2 separate regions of the Mus musculus genome follow, and region 2 is linked to region 1. A link is a contact called in public HiChIP or PLAC-seq data. All regions are on one chromosome and are shown on one strand. The core of a region is the stretch at or near the end of the contact, and the rest is flanking DNA. Distances in the headings are between cores, read along the strand shown. Region 1 holds the start of Inafm1 (InaF motif containing 1). Region 2 holds the start of Ppp5c (protein phosphatase 5, catalytic subunit).

What was found. HiChIP or PLAC-seq counts read pairs in DNA pulled down with a chosen protein or histone mark.
Region 2: a contact with region 1 is called in an H3K27ac HiChIP or PLAC-seq map of microglia, with 5 times the contacts expected there. The contact joins the promoter of Ppp5c here to the promoter of Inafm1 in region 1. A contact is called at or near these places in 1 of 115 datasets of contacts at active chromatin or transcription factors (microglia) and 1 of 9 other capture datasets (adipose tissue).

Annotation. Positions count from the first base shown.
Region 1 is chr7:16,271,258-16,276,083 of GRCm38.p6, forward strand. Inafm1 (InaF motif containing 1) reads right to left here and starts at 2,435. Exons shown (of 1, transcript NM_001136270.1): 1 at 756-2,435. The coding sequence starts at 2,033. The coding sequence ends at 1,641. It overlaps Ccdc9 (coiled-coil domain containing 9), which reads right to left. Exons shown (of 14, transcript NM_001382411.1): 12 at 4,481-4,826; 13 at 3,999-4,118; 14 at 2,785-3,159. The coding sequence ends at 3,056.
Region 2 is chr7:17,025,415-17,030,240 of GRCm38.p6, forward strand. It overlaps Ppp5c (protein phosphatase 5, catalytic subunit), which reads right to left and starts at 2,500. Exons shown (of 13, transcript NM_011155.2): 1 at 2,279-2,500. The coding sequence starts at 2,399.

The DNA of each region.
Region 1 (4,826 bases), core at 1,185-3,684:
TAGTCCCTTAGCTGAGGTCTTCAGGGACAGATGCATTTCGGAACTCAAGGCTGATCCAATTTTAGAAAGGCCATTCTGTACCTATTATGCAAACTCCCAGGGGCCTGAGGCAGGCACTGTCCACTTCCCCTGTTGGACATGGTAATGTCTTTTTGCAGCAAAATGTGTGTAACAGTCACACTGGGAGGGAATAAATAAAAAATATAAATAGCTTGGTATGAACTGATTTGTCATCATGTGAGAGGTAAAATTATTCCATACCCCTGTCACCCCCAAAATGGTTAAAGTGGTCAGAGCTAGTCAGAATTCAAAGCCCACAAGCTGGACTTTGCATAGAGGTACACATCTGCAATCCCAACCCTTAGAAGACAGAGGAAGGAGGTCTGCTGAGAACCCAAATCCCTTGCCACAAAGTGGGAGGGGGTGACTCAGTGGGAAAGCACTAGAGAGACGGTGTGAGCCAGTAGACACAGGAGCACGGTGACAATATGGAGACACTCTAAAAACAGAGAAAGAGAAAAGCAAAGAGAAGGTAGCAGAGGGACACAAAAAAGGTTGAGGGGCCAAGGGGCTGGAGGAAAAACCAGGAAGCAGAAGGGAGGCCAAAAAGGACAGGCAAGAGGACCCCTCCCCCCAACTCACTGCTTGGTGGTGTGCAGTCTTTGAGCTGACAGGCTATGCCCAGGGATACAGGCTGTGACTCTCTGAAAGGGCTGAAGGACAAAGTGGAGACAGAGCAGAAACCAACGCTGTTCTCAGGTTTCGATCACTAGTTTAATTCTGAGCAACAATGTGTTGTCTTCCTTTTACAAGACCAGAGAGATTTAAGTACATTGCTGTACATCATCCCGTGGGGGATGCTGGTAGGACAGAAGGGAACCAGCAGGACAGGTAACACTCCCATCTGACAAGAGGCCTCAGGTTCCTGATGCTGTCCAGCCTAGGGGGAAGGCAGGCCATAAAGGAAACCCCTTCTTGCAGCTGGCCAGCAGAGTATATCCCAGGCCTGCCTACGGCCAAGCCACAGTCATGGGTAAGGGAAAATGGACTCAATCGCATGACTTCTTTATCAGAAGCTACACCAGTCTCAACATGGCACCAACAGCAATGCAGACCAGTTTTGGTTTGGTTCAGCTATATGCTCCACACTTCCAAAGCAGCAAATGTCACCACCCAAACCAGGACAAGCTAGCTTACGGGTGACATCCTCTACCCCTGCCATTGCAAACTATACCAACTGCAGTTTCCAGCACGCACCACTGTCTCCGAAGCTATACGAGATGACACCCCGAAAACTGGTAAGGCCTTTACAGTATCTGACCTTCAATGGCCCCGAAAACTGGCAAGCCGCTTCTCCCCATTCCAACCCAAAAATTACATGTGAGCAATGAGAGAGGAAAGCCTTTAAGGCCGCGCGGCCACGGAGCTAGAAGGGACCAGCGGCCGAGGCCAACGACCACAGACCAGGTAAGCCAGCTGAGGCTGGAGTTTATTGCCGATGAGCGCTGAGTCCCGGGAAGGAGCAAGGTGGAATAAGGTCGGGCAGGATCAGGACCGCGGCAAGGAGAGAGGCGGCGCCGCGCAGGCGAGGCCCGGTGGTGCAGATAGACAGACGCAGGCCACGGTGGGGGCGGGCCAGACTATCCAGGCGCTCGGCGCGCGGTCTCCCGCGTCGCTCCCGGAGCTGGGCGGCGACTGTGGCGGCGACTCCGTGGCAGTCCTGGCTGCGGTCGTGGCCCGCCGGAGGCCCCAAGCAAACAGGATGCGGGTGCGGCCGGAGGCGGGGCGGGCGGTGCTGCTCGAGCACACGGAGCGGCCGCAGCGCTGGGCAGGGGGTCGGCGGGGCCCGCAGGCGGCCGCGTGGGAACCCAGATGAGCCCGTAGTACACAGCAAGCAGCACAGCGGCCAAGGACACACACAGGAAGTAGGCGCAGACAGGGGCGAGCCGCAGCCATCGGCCACGGGGACCCTCGCTCAGCCCCGTACCACCCGGGCTCTCGCCACCACTGCCCACGCAGCTCGAGCCCCGCATCGCGCTGCCCACTCAGCCTGCACCGACCCCGCCCCCACCCCAGGACCGCCTCAAGCAAGCCACGCCCCTTCCAGGACCACGCCTTGTCAGACAGCACCCCCCCCCCAGCTCAGCTACATCCTAGACACGCCCCTACCGCCTCTGACCCACCACTATCAAGATTTCTTAGCTCTACCCCCTCAAGGCCACGCCCACTCGCTCTTCTCCCGCCCTAGCTGTCACATTTCCAACCGCCTATTCCTGTTTTCTACCTCAGCCCTCTCCGCGCTAATCGAACCCCTTCCTTCTTCGACCGACTGCAGCTCTGCACACTAGCATCCCTCTGCCCGCCGGAGCTAAGGTTCCTACTCTGTTGAAGCCGGAGGCCTACGGAGCTTCTGAACGCTAGCCCCGCCCACCGAGCCCCGGCCCCGGCCCTCCCAGTCTCACATCCCTGGACTACTACGAGAGTTCCGAGACCCAGTTCCCTCCATCACCCCTGCTGGCCCCTTCCCCAGCAACTCCGCACCAGCGTAAACTTCTGTTCCCTAGAGGCGAGGGATCCAGGGTGGACTGCAGGGAGGAGAGCAGCCAGCCTGGGAGCCAGGCAAACCTGCGCTGCCGCCCCTCCCAGCAGCATCTTCAGGACTGCGAGACGGCCTGCGGGGTGGGAGGAGAGAGGTGTGAGGATGAGAGGAGCACTCTCGTCCCGCCTCTTCCGCCAGCCAAGCACAGCAGCCTAGCCTGATCAGCTAGCAGCACAGTTCAAAGGTTGGCGGTAGCACGCGTTTAATTCAATCCCTAGCTGCAGGTTCCTGCACACCCAGGCCTCACAGGGACTGACTCCGAGGGTTCGACCAGACGAGTGCGGTCGGACTGGCACCACTGGGTCCTCAGCGAATTTAGAAGACTCCCCTCGGGCCGGGCTCGTTGCTAACCTGCTTCCTCCCCCACTAAGTTTAACCCTGGCCTGGACGGAGTGTAGCAGAAGCAGAGGAGCTGAAGGTTAGTACAGAGCGAGGCACCCTGGTCTGCTGGCGCTGTCAGCGGGCAGCCCCCGGCGGCGGAGCAGCCGCCACCACCTTGCAGAAACGCACCCTCTGGAAGTCTGTGATCTCCGCCGTCTCCTGGCCCTCGGGGCCCACCTCTAAGGAGACAAAAAGCGGTAAATGGAGGACCAGCCTGCCCGACCCACCCTATCCCGCACCTCAGTCAAACCCACCTACAACTTGGCCTCCAGCTTACTCGACCCTCAGGAGGCCCCTGAAGCAGGAGCCCCTCCAATCTAACCCTGTTGACTACTGGGAAGTGCTAGTGTAATGAGCTCATCCACTCCTCCCAGGACCCCAAACTATCCTGTTTGGCCTGGCCCCTTTCCGAAGATGTCCTTGGCTTCCACTCTCACTATTCCTTTGACAGCCTTTCCTGGCCTCTGCTCCACATCTTATTCTACTGCAGGGGAACTAAAAGATGAACACAAGCAGTAACCTGGCTGATCACGTTAAAGTGACCAAGATCAGTCTCTTGCTTCTACTACGTGGGATCTAAAATCCCACTATGGTCTGACCCAAAACCGCTAACCCTGCCTTCAGATAAGTCTTAAGAGCCGGCTCATTCATTAGTTAAAGTCGTTCCTACCTTTAATTAACCATGTTTTACTTTTACAGGATCTCTAACCAAAATCCAGTTTCAAGCTCAAAATCCTATCGCGTCACCCTCTTACCTCTGGGAATATTCAGATTTCAAATCCCACTTTTAGCTCCTTCCCTGAGCCCAACTTCTTCCTTGCCCAGCGTTCAAAGTTATTCACAATTTCTATTGGCTGGGGCCTTAGGGCCCACCCTTTGCACCCCAAAGGCTTGACTCCAGGCCAAACCCAGCACAGCACCTGACTCAGCTCATGCCCTGTTCTAAGCCCTCACAGGACCCACTCCTTTTCTATCCCCAAGCCCTTCCCTCCCCAAGGAAGGCAAGCAGGCCACCCACCTCCACCAGCTTCATGCATCCCACCTGGAGATGCCTCAGGCCCCTCTTCTTCAGAAGACTTCGGGGTTCCTGCCAAGCTGGGCCCGCTCTCCAAGGAGGCAAGGGGTGGCTGGTCACCTCCTGGAGAAGGGGAGGCTCAGTCAAGCCCCTCCTTTTCCAAATGTCTCTCCATATGAGGGGAGCAAGGGGGTTCAAGGACACAGTGGGGTGGGTGTCATTTAAGGAAGTGAACTTTTTATTGGAGAGAGGCTCTGAACCAGCAAGAGCAGGCTTTGGGAACTGAGATAAGGGCAGGAAGCAGGCACCAACTGCCCTTCTCTGCCACGGGGGTTGAAGGAGGTGTGGGCACAGCCACACCCTTGTGCACACAAACACACACACAAGCAGCCAGTTTCAAGCATTCGCAAAAGGCCAGGCCTCACCCGAAGAGTGGGTACCAGGTAAGTGGGCAGTGCCGGGAGAATTCAGTTCCATCTCCTCACCCCAGTCAGACACAGGCTGGTGGTCCTCAGAGGGTGAGAAGGGGATGGGAGGTTCAACAGGGACTGGGGACAGCAACTCCTGGGACCCGGCAGGCACAGGGTCCACCTGCTCACAGGTGGGCTTCCCAGCAGGCTCAGCTTCAGGCTGGTGATCAGGAACAGTTGCTGCTTCCTGGTCCTTAGGACCCTCTTCATCCTCTTCAAACTCTTCTTCCTCTTCCTCCTCCTCCTCAGTAACATCTTCACTCACGTCCTCCCACTCTTCATCCTCCTCATCTTCCCCCTCTTCTTCTCCCTCCTCCTCTTCCCCCACATCTTCCTCACCATCTTCCTCGGGAGGCCGATG
Region 2 (4,826 bases), core at 1,250-3,749, 750 kb after region 1:
GGCCGCGCCTTCTTCCAACCAGTACATAGCTGGGCCTAGTCAACTGGTGCTGGTGGCCTCCAACCTTCCAAACCTTGCAAGCCAGGCTTACCGTCCTGATAGGATCTCTCACACTCATTAACTTCCCTCCCTTCTAGCAGCCCCACCCCGCCCTAAGCCCCGTTCTTTAGAAGGCATGAATCTGGACCAGCTTTAGCTCTCCAGGGCCTCTGCTGACAGCTCAAGTCCCCTCCCACCTTCTATGTGTAGCTGCATCCTAACCCTTCTAACCACCTCCACTTCTGCCCCACTCCCTAGTGCCAGGCTCCACTCACCTTAGCCACCTGCTCCCCTCCCCGTCTCTGGGCAGCCAGCCTCAGTTCCTCCCACTAGCCTGGTCAAAGGCTCCACCCCTCACCTGTCTTCCCTTCCAGTCTCCTCTCTCCAGCCTGGCCTTTGAATCCAGTCTCTGAACAGCAAGGAGGACCAGTACCCAAAGTAACTGGACCACTCTCCTAAAACCCCTCCACAGCTCCAAGCCACCGTTAGGATGACACCTATAAAACCACTCAGCCCCCGAAGGCTCTAACTCTGGCCTCACCTCTCTCCTTGGTCTTCACAATCCTCCCACCTCCACCTCCAGAGAGCTGGGATGACAGGCAAGCACCATGTCTGGGCTTATCCCCATGGGGGGTGGGCACCTTTCCCCAAGGACTCTAAATCCTTCTCACCTTCCCCCACCTCCTCCAGATCTGTTACAGCTGGGTCTGTTTCTCTTTTGGGCCATAGCTGAAAAAGCATCCCTAGGACCCCCACCTACTCCCTCTTGCCATCTGCCCCCAATTCTCCATTCCCTTTCAGAACCGAGACACTTGTGCCTGTTGGTCTCCAATTCCTCACTTGCCTTCACCAGCCAGGGTCTTCTGGGCTGGCAGCCTCTTTATCATCTACAACTGCTGTTAACGTCACCGCGTTCCTCTGGGAGCAAAAGCTCTGATGGACAGTGCCTGGGGCTAGGTGATCAGGCACGTGGCTTTCTTTCCGGAAGAACCTTGTTTTCTTAGCCTGTGGCACCTTTCCTGGTTTCTCTTCCACCTCAGTCACTTCTCCTCAGTAGCCCCTTTTCCGCTGTAAACATGAAAACTCCATCCTAGGTTCTCTCTAGATCCCACTCTCTGGTGACTTCATCCATTCCCAGGGCACCTCCAACCATAGGCTGGTTACACTCAAAATTTTCTCCAGTCCAGACTGGTCCCATCTACCCACTCAATGTCCCTTTTCGGACAGCGAAGGAAACCCAAAACTCATCTTTGTGACGAATTCAGATTTTGCATGCTCTGTCCCCTTATCTTAATCTTCTCTTGTATCAGTCTTCCCCTCGTACCCCCAGTTTCCTCAAACTCCAGCCAAGCCAGTCTGTTTTCAATCACTCTCCACCCCAGGGTCTTCACACAAACTCAGTGGTCAGGACCCACGTGTAAAACTCCTTGTCAATTCGCCTCAAAAAGCCTCTTTCTCCAGGCACTCCCGACCTCACCATCGAAAGCAGACTCTAAGCTGTATTTCCTGTGTTGTCACCTTGACCCAAAGTGATCATCACAAGTTTGCAATGATTGGTTCTGCTTAAATCCGAGTCATGTGTTGCATTCATCGCTGCAGCCTCAGAGCCAAGCACAGGCCGTGTAGCACATGACACTTATTTAATACAAGTGTACTGAAAGAATGAATGAACGGAGACATGTCCTCCCACATGGCACTCTTAGCCCAAGATCACCCTATTCGTTCCTGCTCCACCTCTCCACCCTACTCGTTTCCTTGGATCACCCCAAATCGCCTTCCAATATAATTATCTACCTCCATCCCCATAATTCCCTTCTCTATTGGGCCTTCTCTTCTCGGTCATACTCATCTCAGGCCTCCCCACTCGGCAGCGCCATCACTGCCCTAAACACATGTCACTATTTGGTAGCGCCCTCTTCAGGTCTGACCACCATTTAGCACCTCTGTCCAGGTCTCACATTTGGTAGCACTCACATGTCGGCCCCCTGCTTTTCCCCTATCGTGTAGCAGCGCCTGCCTCAGTCTCCCCAGTGAGTGGCTTCTGCTTGGTATCCACTTCTCAGCAGCTCTCCCCAGTCTGTCGTCCAGCCTGAGCCTCCTCCTCGCGCCTGGCTACTCTGTAGTGCTTGCCCGGCGCCCAGGCTGCCGCTCCGCGTTGCCATGGTTCCCCGCCGGGCCTGGCACCCCCACAGCCTGGGCCGCTGTCCACCCTCCCTCACCCCGTCCGGGCCGGGCGCACCTTTGAAGTAGTCGTTGGCCTGTGTCTTGAGCTCCTCTGCCCGCTTCAGAGTGCCATCGGCCGGGGGTTCGTCCCGGGGGGTCTCAGCACACTCAGTCCGCTCGCCCTCCGCCATCGCCATGCCGCAAAGCGACCCCCACCCTGGCAACGGCCGCTCGCGGCACCAGGCCGAACCGTCGCGAAGGAGTGCCGAGTGACCGCCGCCGCTGCCGCACAAGTGTCGTAAAGCGCGGGCCCCAAAGGCACTCCTGACGCGCCTGCGCGGCGTCCCCCCCAACTTCCCCCCCCCCCCGCCCCCGCCCCCAGAGCGCCGGGAGGACAAGGTGACCAGAGGGTATCCAGACCGTACTTGTACTTGTAGAAGTAGCCAATCAGAAAGGAGAGAAGGGGCCTTGTGGATGGGGGCAGGCCGGGAGGGCGCCTACTCCCAAAGTTGCGAGGCTGCAAAAGTTTCTTGGAGATCCCGGCTTCCTTTAGGGTTGGTGATTGGGTTGCGTTGCCTCCGGCGGGTGGGGCTGCTTTCAAACCAGCACCCTGCCCAACCCGGAGTTTGCTCTGGAGCTGGGTGCTGCCAATTACTCGTGTGACCTTGAACAAGTTTATCTCTTGTCTCCTCAGTAACCCTTTTGGAAAATGGGTAGTTTCTCAAGCAAACAAAATAAAACTTGAACGTTGCAAATCAAGGCTCTTTTTGAATTATTAACAAGGCATCCCGATCTTCAAGTCTTGACAAGTCTCAATTGTACCATGTTTGTTCCGAGCCCAACAGCATCCTTATTAATTTATTTTATTTTTTTATTTTGAGATAGGATTTAATTATGCAACCCTGGCTAGCCTGGAACTTGCTATATAAACCAGGCTGGCCTTGAATTCAAAGACCCAGCTGCCTGTACCTCCCAAGTGTTGGGATTAAAGCTTTGCATCATCATGTCAAGTCCTAGAAAAAACCTTTTAAAGGGTCATGGATGTAGCTCAGTTGGTAGAGTACTTGTCTAGAGTGCTCCAGGCTTGAGTTCCAATTCCAGCACTATATAAATCAGGCTGAAAGGTGCACCTCAGTAATTTGAAGGCTTGATAGGTGGAGGCAACAGTATCAGAATTTCAGGTTCAAGGCCAGCCTGGGATACCTGAGACGCTGTTCCGAATACAAACAACCACACCAAAGGGATTTTTTTTTTTCTTCCGAGACAGGGTTTCTCTGTGTAGCCCTGGCTGTCCTGGAACTCACTCTGTAGACCAGGCTGGCCTTGAACTCAGAAATTCGCCTAACTCTGCCTCCCAAGTGCTGGGATTAAAGGCGTGTGCCACAACACCCCAGCCCCAAAGGGATCTTTTAAATGACACTGTTGCTGCTTGCATTTCCTGTGCCTGGATCAGAGCTTCAGCCTCCTCTGATGCTTGCGTTCATCCTCCCTCCTCCAGTTTACCTTCCATATGGCAGTCAGAGGCATCTTGCTGGAATACTGTAAAACTGGCACCCGCCGCAGCCTTCCATGGCTCCCCAGCTCCCTCGTGAGACAACCCAAACTCTTTCTGAGAAGCCACGGGTAGTCTAGCCTCCAGTAACATCTTCAGACCCCACTGTGTATCTTCCTATTCTAGTCTTTAAGTCCTCAATCTAGACACTAACACTATATATAAGTGCTTTAAGGCTGTGTATCAGCCTCACCTCCCCCGCTCCACCCCTGACTACAACTAACAATCACTCTGGAAAATCGATGTTGGTACACATGTCCATTTGACGTGTGTCCACAGGCATCAACGTATTCCTGAAGAGTCTGACTGAGAGTGAATCTGAATCTAATTTCTAGGCACAGTCCCTATTTGACTATACCTGCCAGTGCCAGTGGGATCATGTAGGAAGTGAATTTTCTTTTGATTTTTTTTTTTTTGAGGCAGTATCTGCTCTAACAAATTTGAACCCAGCTCCAATTGTTCCTGAAGCTATGTGATCTTGAGCAAGCCACAATACTATTATTTCCTCTGTGAGGAGGAGCTAGTAATAGTGCCTGCCTATACATGCAGAGGAGGCTTAAGAGAAGCCTGGCTTGGTGGCTCACCCTTGCAGTCCAGCATTTGAGAGGCTGAGGAGGAAGATTTATCCAGAGTTGTTTCAGGCTAGCATGAGCCACAGAGTTAGTTCCAGGTCAACCTGGGTTCTCTCTCTCTGTCTCTCTCTGTCTCTCTCTCTCTGTGTCTCTCTCTGTCTCTCTGTCTGTCTCCCCCCCCCCCCCTCTCTCCCTCTCTCTCCTTTTCCCAGCCAAAAAACCCTAACCTAACCAAAAGTTCATATGAGTTAGTGTTTACCTGAGAGACTTAACAGAAGCACTCTCCATGTAGAGGACATTACAGGTAGCCTGAGTTCAACAAAGTGAATCAAGCTGGAATGAGGGGCTGTTTAGGGGGTGTAGGAAGATCTTGTCCACCTGGGGGAAGCAAAAATGACTTCCTGGAGGAGTGTTAGGCCTGAGGTCACAAGTATTAGGTTTTGTTGGGTGTTTTTTGACAGGGTTCTATATAGTCTCTGCTGGCTTTAAACTCAGGCTAC